Linked DNA regions of Mus musculus: region 1 is linked to region 2. Evidence: chromatin contacts called from public promoter capture Hi-C data. All regions are on one chromosome and are shown on one strand. Each heading gives the region's core, a stretch centred on a gene start, on an enhancer-like site or on the middle of the called end of the contact. The rest is flanking DNA. Distances are from core to core; before and after follow the strand shown. Region 1 holds the start of Nlrp4f (NLR family, pyrin domain containing 4F). Region 2 holds the start of 1700015C15Rik (a long non-coding RNA gene).

The links. Promoter capture Hi-C pulls out the DNA fragments that hold promoters and counts their contacts.
Region 1: a contact with region 2 is called in a promoter capture Hi-C map of second pharyngeal arch cranial neural crest. The contact joins the promoter of Nlrp4f here to the promoter of 1700015C15Rik in region 2. A contact is called at or near these places in 9 of 39 promoter capture datasets (the HPC-7 cell line, the SN4741 cell line, cranial neural crest and 6 more), 2 of 115 datasets of contacts at active chromatin or transcription factors (both in embryonic stem cells) and 1 of 9 other capture datasets (adipose tissue).

Annotation. Positions count from the first base shown.
Region 1 is chr13:65,203,149-65,207,794 of GRCm38.p6, reverse strand. It overlaps Nlrp4f (NLR family, pyrin domain containing 4F), which reads left to right and starts at 2,079. Exons shown (of 10, transcript NM_175290.4): 1 at 2,079-2,175.
Region 2 is chr13:64,430,978-64,435,314 of GRCm38.p6, reverse strand. 1700015C15Rik (a long non-coding RNA gene) reads left to right here and starts at 2,879. Exons shown (of 3, transcript XR_873594.1): 1 at 2,879-2,961; 2 at 3,910-4,064. Cdk20 (cyclin-dependent kinase 20) reads right to left here and starts at 2,762. Exons shown (of 8, transcript NM_053180.2): 1 at 2,645-2,762; 2 at 2,225-2,338. The coding sequence starts at 2,719.

The DNA.
Region 1 (4,646 bases), core at 830-3,329, 770 kb before region 2:
GAGAGGACAGCAGCAGCAGTAAGGTTGAGAACACTGATCTAGCTCCTTAACTCAGGATTCAGCATTCTAGAATCACCTGGCATCTGTAACCATCACTGAGGACCTATTCCCACCTGCAGCTGTCTCCTGAAATCAGTCAAGTGTTCTGAGTACCATTAGTGACTGTGACTGTGACTCCTCCCATCATGCACCACAAAAGAAAAATGATGGTCTTCTCAGTAGACTCAAAGGAGGGAAATACAAAAGATGTAATCTCTCTCTGTATTCCCAGGACTTTATAAAATAGAAAAAACCAGAAAACAATAAAGCAGTCCAAAACTGAAGCAGCAAAAAACCCATGATGAAAGAAAAGATCATTGAAGATGATACCTTTGATTTTTTAAGTGTGTGTGTGTGTGCATGCTCGCACGCATGCATGCATGCATGCATGTCTCCATGTCTATGAGTGGAGGTCAGAGGAAAACTCAGGAGAGTCAGTTCTCTCCTTTTACAAAGAGAGTCCCCAGGGTCAAACTCTGGTTCTTGGGTTCAGAAGCAGCAGCTTTTTTTTTTTTTTTGGTGGGAGTGGGGGTTGGCTGAAGGTGCGGCACTAAAAGGAAAACACTAGAGCACATTGGACAGTGGACAGGGTGGAGCTCTAGTTTAGTGAGGGAGCAGTTGTGTGACATGCTTAGGGACCCTGGTTGAGTTCCACAGCCAGCCAGCCATGATTCCCCCCCCCCAAAAAAAGGATACAAGGCCAGTTTGATCAATACAAAGTCAATATATAAACTTGACCATCTTCCCAATATATATATATATATTTTTTTTTACAGTGTATTTACATTGATCATGTATGTCCATTTGAAGCTGTCCAGTTGATGTGTGAGACTAAGATAGAACAGATCCTTATTAGATCCCTGTACATTTTTTCATATATTCACCTACAGAAGTTTAATCAATACATTAGGCATAGCAAATTATTAATAACTTATAACTTAAAATATGATTAATAACATAATAAAGCAGAGTAACATTAATTATACACAGTAACAGTTATTTAATAATATCGAGTTCTTTATTTTTGGTATTTACCACTTAACTTTTAAGACATTTATTGCATTTATTTATCCATCTATAAATTGTGTGTATGTGAGTGAATGAATCAGAGGACAACTTCCAGGAGTAAGTTTCTCCTTCCACCATGAACTCAGGTCTTCAAGGCTTGATGTCAAGTACAATCAGCTGAGTCTTCTCACTGCTGGCACCTCCCCCACTTAATATTTTCAAGCAGCAGTTGACTTTGGGCAGCCTAAGCCTGGGAAGGGAATAGACTTGGTAATTATAGTTAGAACTTGAAATTTAGCCGCAGGTGTCGTACACACCTGTAGTCCTGGCACTCAAGAGGCAGATACAAGACAAGCCCGAGTTCAGTGTCAGCCTGGACTTCATGGGGGTTAGGGGACAAAGACAGAGAGACTGCCTACCCTTATTTATACACTCTTTTAAAATGTGAGATAGTTATGGCACACATACAAGAATAACCACAGGCAAAGAGAATGAAGGGATGCATCCGTGCAATCGGAAGCCTTGGAGATCCCCTTATCTGGAGTTTATCAGGAAGCCTATATCCAGATTCACTGCAACATCAGCGATGTGTAGAATACCAGGACTTGAGGGCTGAGACACACACACCAACCTCTAACATCAATCATATCCTTCCTATCTTTCACCAACCCCCCCGCCCCCCCCCCCGCCGCCCGCTGCTCGACCAATGAGAGGGAACGACACATTGGCCAATCACATAGCACCATAGACTTTTTCTACCCCCGTTCCAGTTGCCATATATTAAGGTATGACCTGGAAGACCTAGGGCAGTGAGTCAGCAAATCTTGTCTGTCTTCTGCTTCTTTTCTCTTGTATACATTTATTTGCTTTGTTATTTGAGTAGGGGGTGTGTGCCCTTCATTTGTCTTCCCTTTTTTCGACCCACCAGAACCAGTTTGTATCCTCTGCCGTGGTTATTTGGATTTACTTTAGCTGGGTAGCCAAGACTTATAGCAGTAATTTAACTATTTTACTTCTTAATTTTTTTAAAGGAAAAAAAATCACTACTTGTCCAAATCATCCAACACTTGCTCCAGCTGGATCCATAGACAATCCTTCCGACTGTATCTGGCTTTTCCCGACTTTGAAGTAAGTAGACTGACCACAAGAGATTGTTAGCTGGGCTGCAGACTTCAGAGGAGCAGATACTCCTGAGGCCTCCCAGATACAAAGAATAAATAATGTGTATGCATCGTGAGGGTTGGATATCTGAAACTGTAAAGGGTAGAGATATATTTATATATTTATGTTTATATTCGTGGGTGTGAGGCTGATAAACAACACAGAGAAGCAGGCAGGTATGGACCTAGTATTTGAGTCTAAGCTCTTCACCTGAGTTCTCCCTTTAAAGACTCATATTATTTTTCCCCTTAGCTATTAGGTAAATGCATGGGCAAGGTTGCTTGGATAATAATAAAAACTGTCTTTACAGTTGGCTGGAGTGTTGAGTTGTAGACCCTGAGTGAAACAAATATATCAAAGTCCTGAACTCTAATACCTCCAAAGGTGGAAAAAAGAGACTGTCGATTTAATTAATCTTTCTAAGGGTAACCATGTGGAGACTGGAACACCAGGAAACTGTAATGTGATAATCAAGGCAGATACTGGAGTTGAGTAGTTAAATATTTGTTACCACTTCCAACATGTGCCTCAAACACTTGGGGTTCTGACACAAATGTGTGTGTTCATGCATAGTCTGAATCCTCTGCTCCTGTAAGAGGTGTGGGTGTGGTATGTGTAAAATAAGTTCTGGAGGGACAAAATTAATTTGTTTTGATCCAACTTACTGATGAAGATGTTGGAACCTGAAGTCTTGGGGAGGAATTTGTTTCACCTGGTAAAGTTAGCCTTCAACATTTCCCTTTGTGGTTGAAGGTTTAGCTTAGTGGTAGGCAGACTTGGCTAACCTACTTAAGGTCCTGAGTTTGGTGCCCAATGCTGAAATAAAAAAACCTTTTAAATAAGAAAAAATGGAAGGTGAAGAATGTCTTTTTCCAATAACCTGCATATATAAACAAAATCATCAATTTTATGGGTTGAGAGTTGTGACTGTCCCTGCTTTTAAAACCAGTAGGATATGTGGTGAGGTTTCTGGATGCTTGCTGATGCTTCTTTTTTTTTTTTTAAGATTTATTTATTATTATATATAAGTACACTTTAGCTATCTTCAGACACACCAGAGGAGGGAGTCAGGTCTTGTTACGGATGGTTGTGAGCCACCATGTGGTTGCTGGGATTTGAACTCTGGACCTTCGGAAGAGCAGTCGGGTGCTCTTACCTGCTGAGCCATCTCACCAGCCCCGCTGATGCTTCTTATTCATTGGTTATTCTCCTTTTGGTTTTCTTTCCATCTTTTTTTCCTCTTTTTTCTTTATGTAGCACTGGCTTGATTTAAACTCAGAGATACACCTGCTTCTGCCCTCCTGAGTGCTGAAATTAAAGGCATATGCACCACCTGGTGACATTTGTTTTTGTTTTGTTTTTTTTTGTTTTGTTTTTGTTTTTCTGGCTTTTTGAGACAAGAATTCTCTGTGTAGCCCTGGCTGTCTTGGATCTTACTCTGTAGACCAGGCTGACCTCAAACTCAGAGAATCTCCTCCTCTTGCCTCTGACTCCAGAGTACTTGGATCAAAGTTGTGTGTCACCACTGCCTGCCTTATTTTACTTTTTAAAAATTACACCTGTTGGGGTTCTCAAAGAATCTCCCTGACTTTGAGTCTCAGTCAGCCCCCCTCTCTCCCTCTCTCTCTCCTCTCCTTTCTCATTCTCCCTCACTTATTCTATTTCACATATTATTATTTTGTTCTGATTTTGGTTTCCATCTTTGTTGTTTTTTCCCTTAGTGTATATAAATTCATTATGAGATTTCAAGCTAAGTGTAGTCGAGTTAATATACATGCACAGCTTATAATAACCCATTTGAACTCTGGCAACTACTAGGAGTGTGCCCTCCTCATTAAAGAATTGTTCTCAGCAGCTATCAAGTGCCATTAGTTCCTCAGTTAGGAGAGGGGCCTTATCACCACCTTTTCCATCCATGCTAGACCGTTGATTATGTCCCAGACACAGCTTTTTACAGTTCTCCTTCCTGTATTTAAATTCTTCACCAAATTCCCCCATCAGATTATTTCAGAAAGCAAAGCCTTAGCTTCATTCATAAGGAAGACTGCCCATAACATTGCAACTCTGCAAACTGCCAGCCACCTGTTAGAGGAAAGGGGAGCCTAGGGTCTCCTGTTTTCAGTCCTTGATTCTTTGATCTCTGAGTTCAGAGCACACTGAAAATGGATCACAATTTATTTCTTACAATGACCATGAGAAAAGAGGGGCTATTCAGGTATGTGGCCTGAGCAGAAGTCTCGTCTGGGTTCTAACAGTTTCACTCTTCCTACAGTGTCTGATCCAGTTGTGTTGTCACTAATGATAGAAACACAGCCTCACACCACACTGGCAGCTGCATGGAGAATTCTTTTCAGACTCACCTCTCTCCCTCCCCAACCCAAGACAAAACCAGGATATTTGTGTGGCTTCAACAAAGTAATAAATTTCAGAACAAGCCA
Region 2 (4,337 bases), core at 1,630-4,129:
AACAGAAACAAAAAAGTACAAGGGCCAAAGACTAGCAGAGATGGCTAGAGGGACAAGAAGTAAGTGTCTTTTTGGAAAGGACTTGAACTCACCATGTAGAAGAAGATGACCTAATACTCTGCATCCTTCTGCCTCCACTCCCTAAGTGCTGGGATTACAGGTGTGAACCACAAAGTCCAGCTGAATAGTAGTACATCCTTTAGGGGATGAACATGTCTATTCTGTCCCGTGCTCCTGCAACCTATATGGATGCTAGTTCCTGAAGGGATGCCTAAGAAGAGGTAGCTAGTGAAGAAGATAGAAAGACTGGGGACAAATCTACTCCATGTTTTTTGCATGCATCTGTGTGTTTGGATGTACCCATGGCTGAAGTCATGGGTCTTCTCTCCTTTTTTTTAAAGATTTATTTATTTATTATATGTAAGTACATTGTAGCTGTCCTCAGATACTCCAGAAGAGGGCATCAGATTTCGTTATGGATGGTTGTGAGCCACCATGTGGTTGCTGGGATTTGAACTCGGGACCTTCGGAAGAGCAGTTGGTGCTCTTAACCACTGAGCCATCTGGTCAGCCCTGAGTCTTCTCTTTAATTGCTCTCTACATTATGTGTCGAGGCAATGTATTCCTATTGAATTCAGAGCCTTCCCAATACACTAATCTGACTAACCAGCTTGCTCCAGGGGTCTCCTGTCCAGTACCTTATAAGTACTGGACTCACAGGTGGAGTATCGCACCCACCTGACATTCACCTGGATTAACAGTTCCCACCAAGCCATTTCCCCATCCCCTAGTTTTTTGGTTTTTGTTTGGTTTTGTTTTTGTTTTTTTTTTAATGAAAACTTGGGACTAGAGAGACAGTTCAATGGTTAAGAGTACTTGACGCTCCTGGAGAGGACCCAGATTTGGTTCCCAGCATCCACATAGTGGCTCACAACCATCCGTCTCCAGTTCCAGGGAATATGATGCCCTCTTCTGGCCTCAATGGGCACAAGGCACACACACAGTACACACACATAAACACATGCAAAATGTTCCTACGCATAAAGTTAAATATAAATTAATTAACCAGGTAAAATGGCAACGTCAGGACGGCTGTCAATCATCAGCATCCTTATGGGTCTTGAACCACCTGTCCCACACATAAGCTGCCTGGAAAGCCCTTTTATTTTCAACAACAACAAAAAGGAACCACCTTAGTGAAGGTTTTATTTTGGCAGTAAACCAGCATTGGAACAAATAAAAATACACACCTACATTCAGACAGTACACATGTTACACACAGTACACATATATAAACACATATCTCATGTTATAAAGATGAGGTATGAACACATATCTCATCTGCAGTAAATTTTGAGGCACACACCACTACACTTCACAATACAGGAGCACACAAACTGATTCCATCACACATAAGCTCTCAGGAATCAGACTGAGACCAATTCCTCAGTGTCACTAGTGCTGTGTACAGGCCAGAATTTTTAGGAGGCCCCAGGGGCATTCTGGCAGTGTCACTCAGCTGCAGACCCATGAGCTGATGATAAAAGCCAAGCATTCCCCTGTGCTTAACAAAGACCCTGAAGAGAAAGAAAGAAAGAAAGAAAGAAAGAAAGAAAGAAAGAAAGAAAGAAAGAAAGAAAGAAAGAAAGAAAGAAAGAAAGAAAGAAAGAAAGAAAGAGGGAGAGAGAGAGAAAGAGAGAGAAAGAGAAAGGAAGGAAGAAAGGAAGAAAGAAAGAGAGAAAAGCAGGGTGAACGGAGGGTGACCACACATGAAAGTCTTTAAGATATCCTTCAGAACAAAGTAGGGGCTCAACGGGTGCAAACTGCTGAGAAGTCAGCATGGTTAGGGGCATAATTTAATGGCCCAGCACCTGTCTAGCATAAGGAAGGTGGGAGAGCAGGTATAGGAAGGAAAGGAGAAAACAAAAAGAAACACACACAATAGTTAAAGGGGGGGGGATGCATAAACATATGAGCAATGGGTGTGTAAATGAGAGAGAATGGGAGGGTTAAGTACTCAGGTGAGAGTGGATCTGGGAGCATAAATAAGGAGTAAGCAGGAGGGGGCAGAATGGGGATTAGAAAGGACTCCTTTAAAGTGTATACTGGTGAGTAGAGAGGGATGGAAATGAATGAAAGTGGTCGAGAAGCTGCTGTCTTGGAACCTGCCACCGGTCTTGTTCACCCGAGCCCTGCATGACCACCTGAGCCCAGCCCCACTCACATATTGACTGTCCTCTATCTCCTGCAGAGCCTTGATTTCTCTGAGGGCCTGGTTAGGAATACCATCCTCCAGCCGCCGCAAGGCCACCTTCTTGAGGGCAACGATCTCGCCAGTCTGTGCAGGAAAGAGTGCCGACACTGCCAGAGACCTTTGGCAAGGTAGGGGCAGGGAGAGAACACCCCAGGAGCGAGACACCCCACAGAGACCCGCCCCTAAGTCGGGAAGATCTGAACCGACCGCCAGGGGTCGCGCTCCCGCAGTCCGGCCGCTGGAAGCGGGATCGCCACAGATGGGACCCCGCCAAGTATCCTAAAGAGACCTCTGAGGCGCGCCCGCGCGCGCTAGCAGATCTCTACACGGAAAGACTGCAGAGGGAGCGCAGTGGGCATCCCTCGGACTGCACGTGCGGCATGGTCTCACCTCTACGTGCTTGGCTTTGAAGACGATGCCGTGGGCGCCCTCCCCGATGCGACCGAGGATGCAATACTGGTCCATGTCGGCCCGCGGTGCCCAGATCCTACTCTACAGGGATCCAGCATAGGCTCCTGCAAGCGTTGCCTAGCAATAACGCGTCTAGCAGCTGCTCCGTAAAGCACGTGACCGGAAAGACCAGTGCTGAGCTCAGTCAGGAATCTGCATCCCCTCTAGGCAGCACCTTTCCGCAGCCTTCGGCAGTCACTCTATCGTAATCTAACGCTCCAGGACGTGGCCATAGCACCACGTGACAAGAAACGCTGGTGCGTGGGGCTGAGAGGGGCAGGGCTACGCATGTAAAGGGTGTGTTCATTCGCCCAGAGGCGGAGCCTCTGGTAGGGAGGTGGATCTGGTGGAAGACTTCCAGAAACCAGCAAGAGTATCAGGTGGCAGGCACTCACTCAGCCGCTCTCTACATTTAGGCCTCTTTGTAACTGACGCAAATCATTGTTGCAGACAAGCACAGAGCTGAGTCGTGGAGTGTCTTAGTTAGGATTTTACTGCTGTGAACAGACACCATGACCAAAGTAACTCTTATAAGGACAGCATTTAATTGGGACTGGCTTACATGTTCAAAAATTCATCCTTTGTTATCAAAGGAGGGAGCATGGAGCATCCAGGCAGGTATGTTGCAGGAGGAGCATATTCAACTGCAGGCTGCTCGGAGAAGACTCGCTTCCAGACAGCAAGAGTATTAAAACCCACTTCCACAGTGATACACCTACTCTAATAAGACCACACCTGCTAATAGTGCCACTTCCTAGCCCAAGCATATACAAACCATCACATGGAGAATCACTTGGGTCTTTGGTCCCCAAAGGGCATCATGAATCCAAGTACCTTTTTTAAAAAGCTTACTAGCACTGACGATAAAGCTCCTTTGGTGAGGTGCTTGCCTAGAGTGAACAAAAGCCTTTGGTTCGACTCCCTGTACCACCTATGTTGGTTGCTCTAAATCACATCTGCCGTCCCAGTACTTGACAGGGTCTTATTAATCTACACAGTGCGATGCATCCTGCTTAATAAGAGACCTTATCTCAAAATAGAGAGAGGTGTCCACAAGTATATGAGATGACGACCAGCACCCCTACTAATTAGGAAAAATGAAATCAAACCACAATAAGATATCTTACACCCTTTAGGATGATTACTATCAGGAACGTAGATGATAAACCTGATACAGTTGTTCTGACTATAACTCTTGTATCCAGCAGGCCAAGACGAAGAGAATCTCAAGTACGAAGCCAGTATGGACAAGGTTACCTGCTAACATGGTAAAGCTGTGGAGAAATCAAGACAGAAGAGAGGGGAGAAGAACCTACACTAACGTGGGAAGGCAAGGATGCCAAGAAATTACCACTTTTGTGTGCGTTTGTTAAAAAGTGTTTCAGGGGTGGTTGCTCACTCCCTACAATCCCAATACTAGAGAGACTAGGAGTTGCAGGAGGATTGCCTCAGGTTCCAGGCCAGCCTGAGCTACAGTGTGAGACTTTCTCAAACCCAAAAGAAACGAAACTTTTAAATAGAATATGAAACTAGCCAGGCTCTATGGACTGGCTGTGGGACCCTCTTCTCAGGGAATGAGATAAGTGAAAGTTTTTGCCATACCTGTGGCACACACTACGCCTAGGTTTAAATC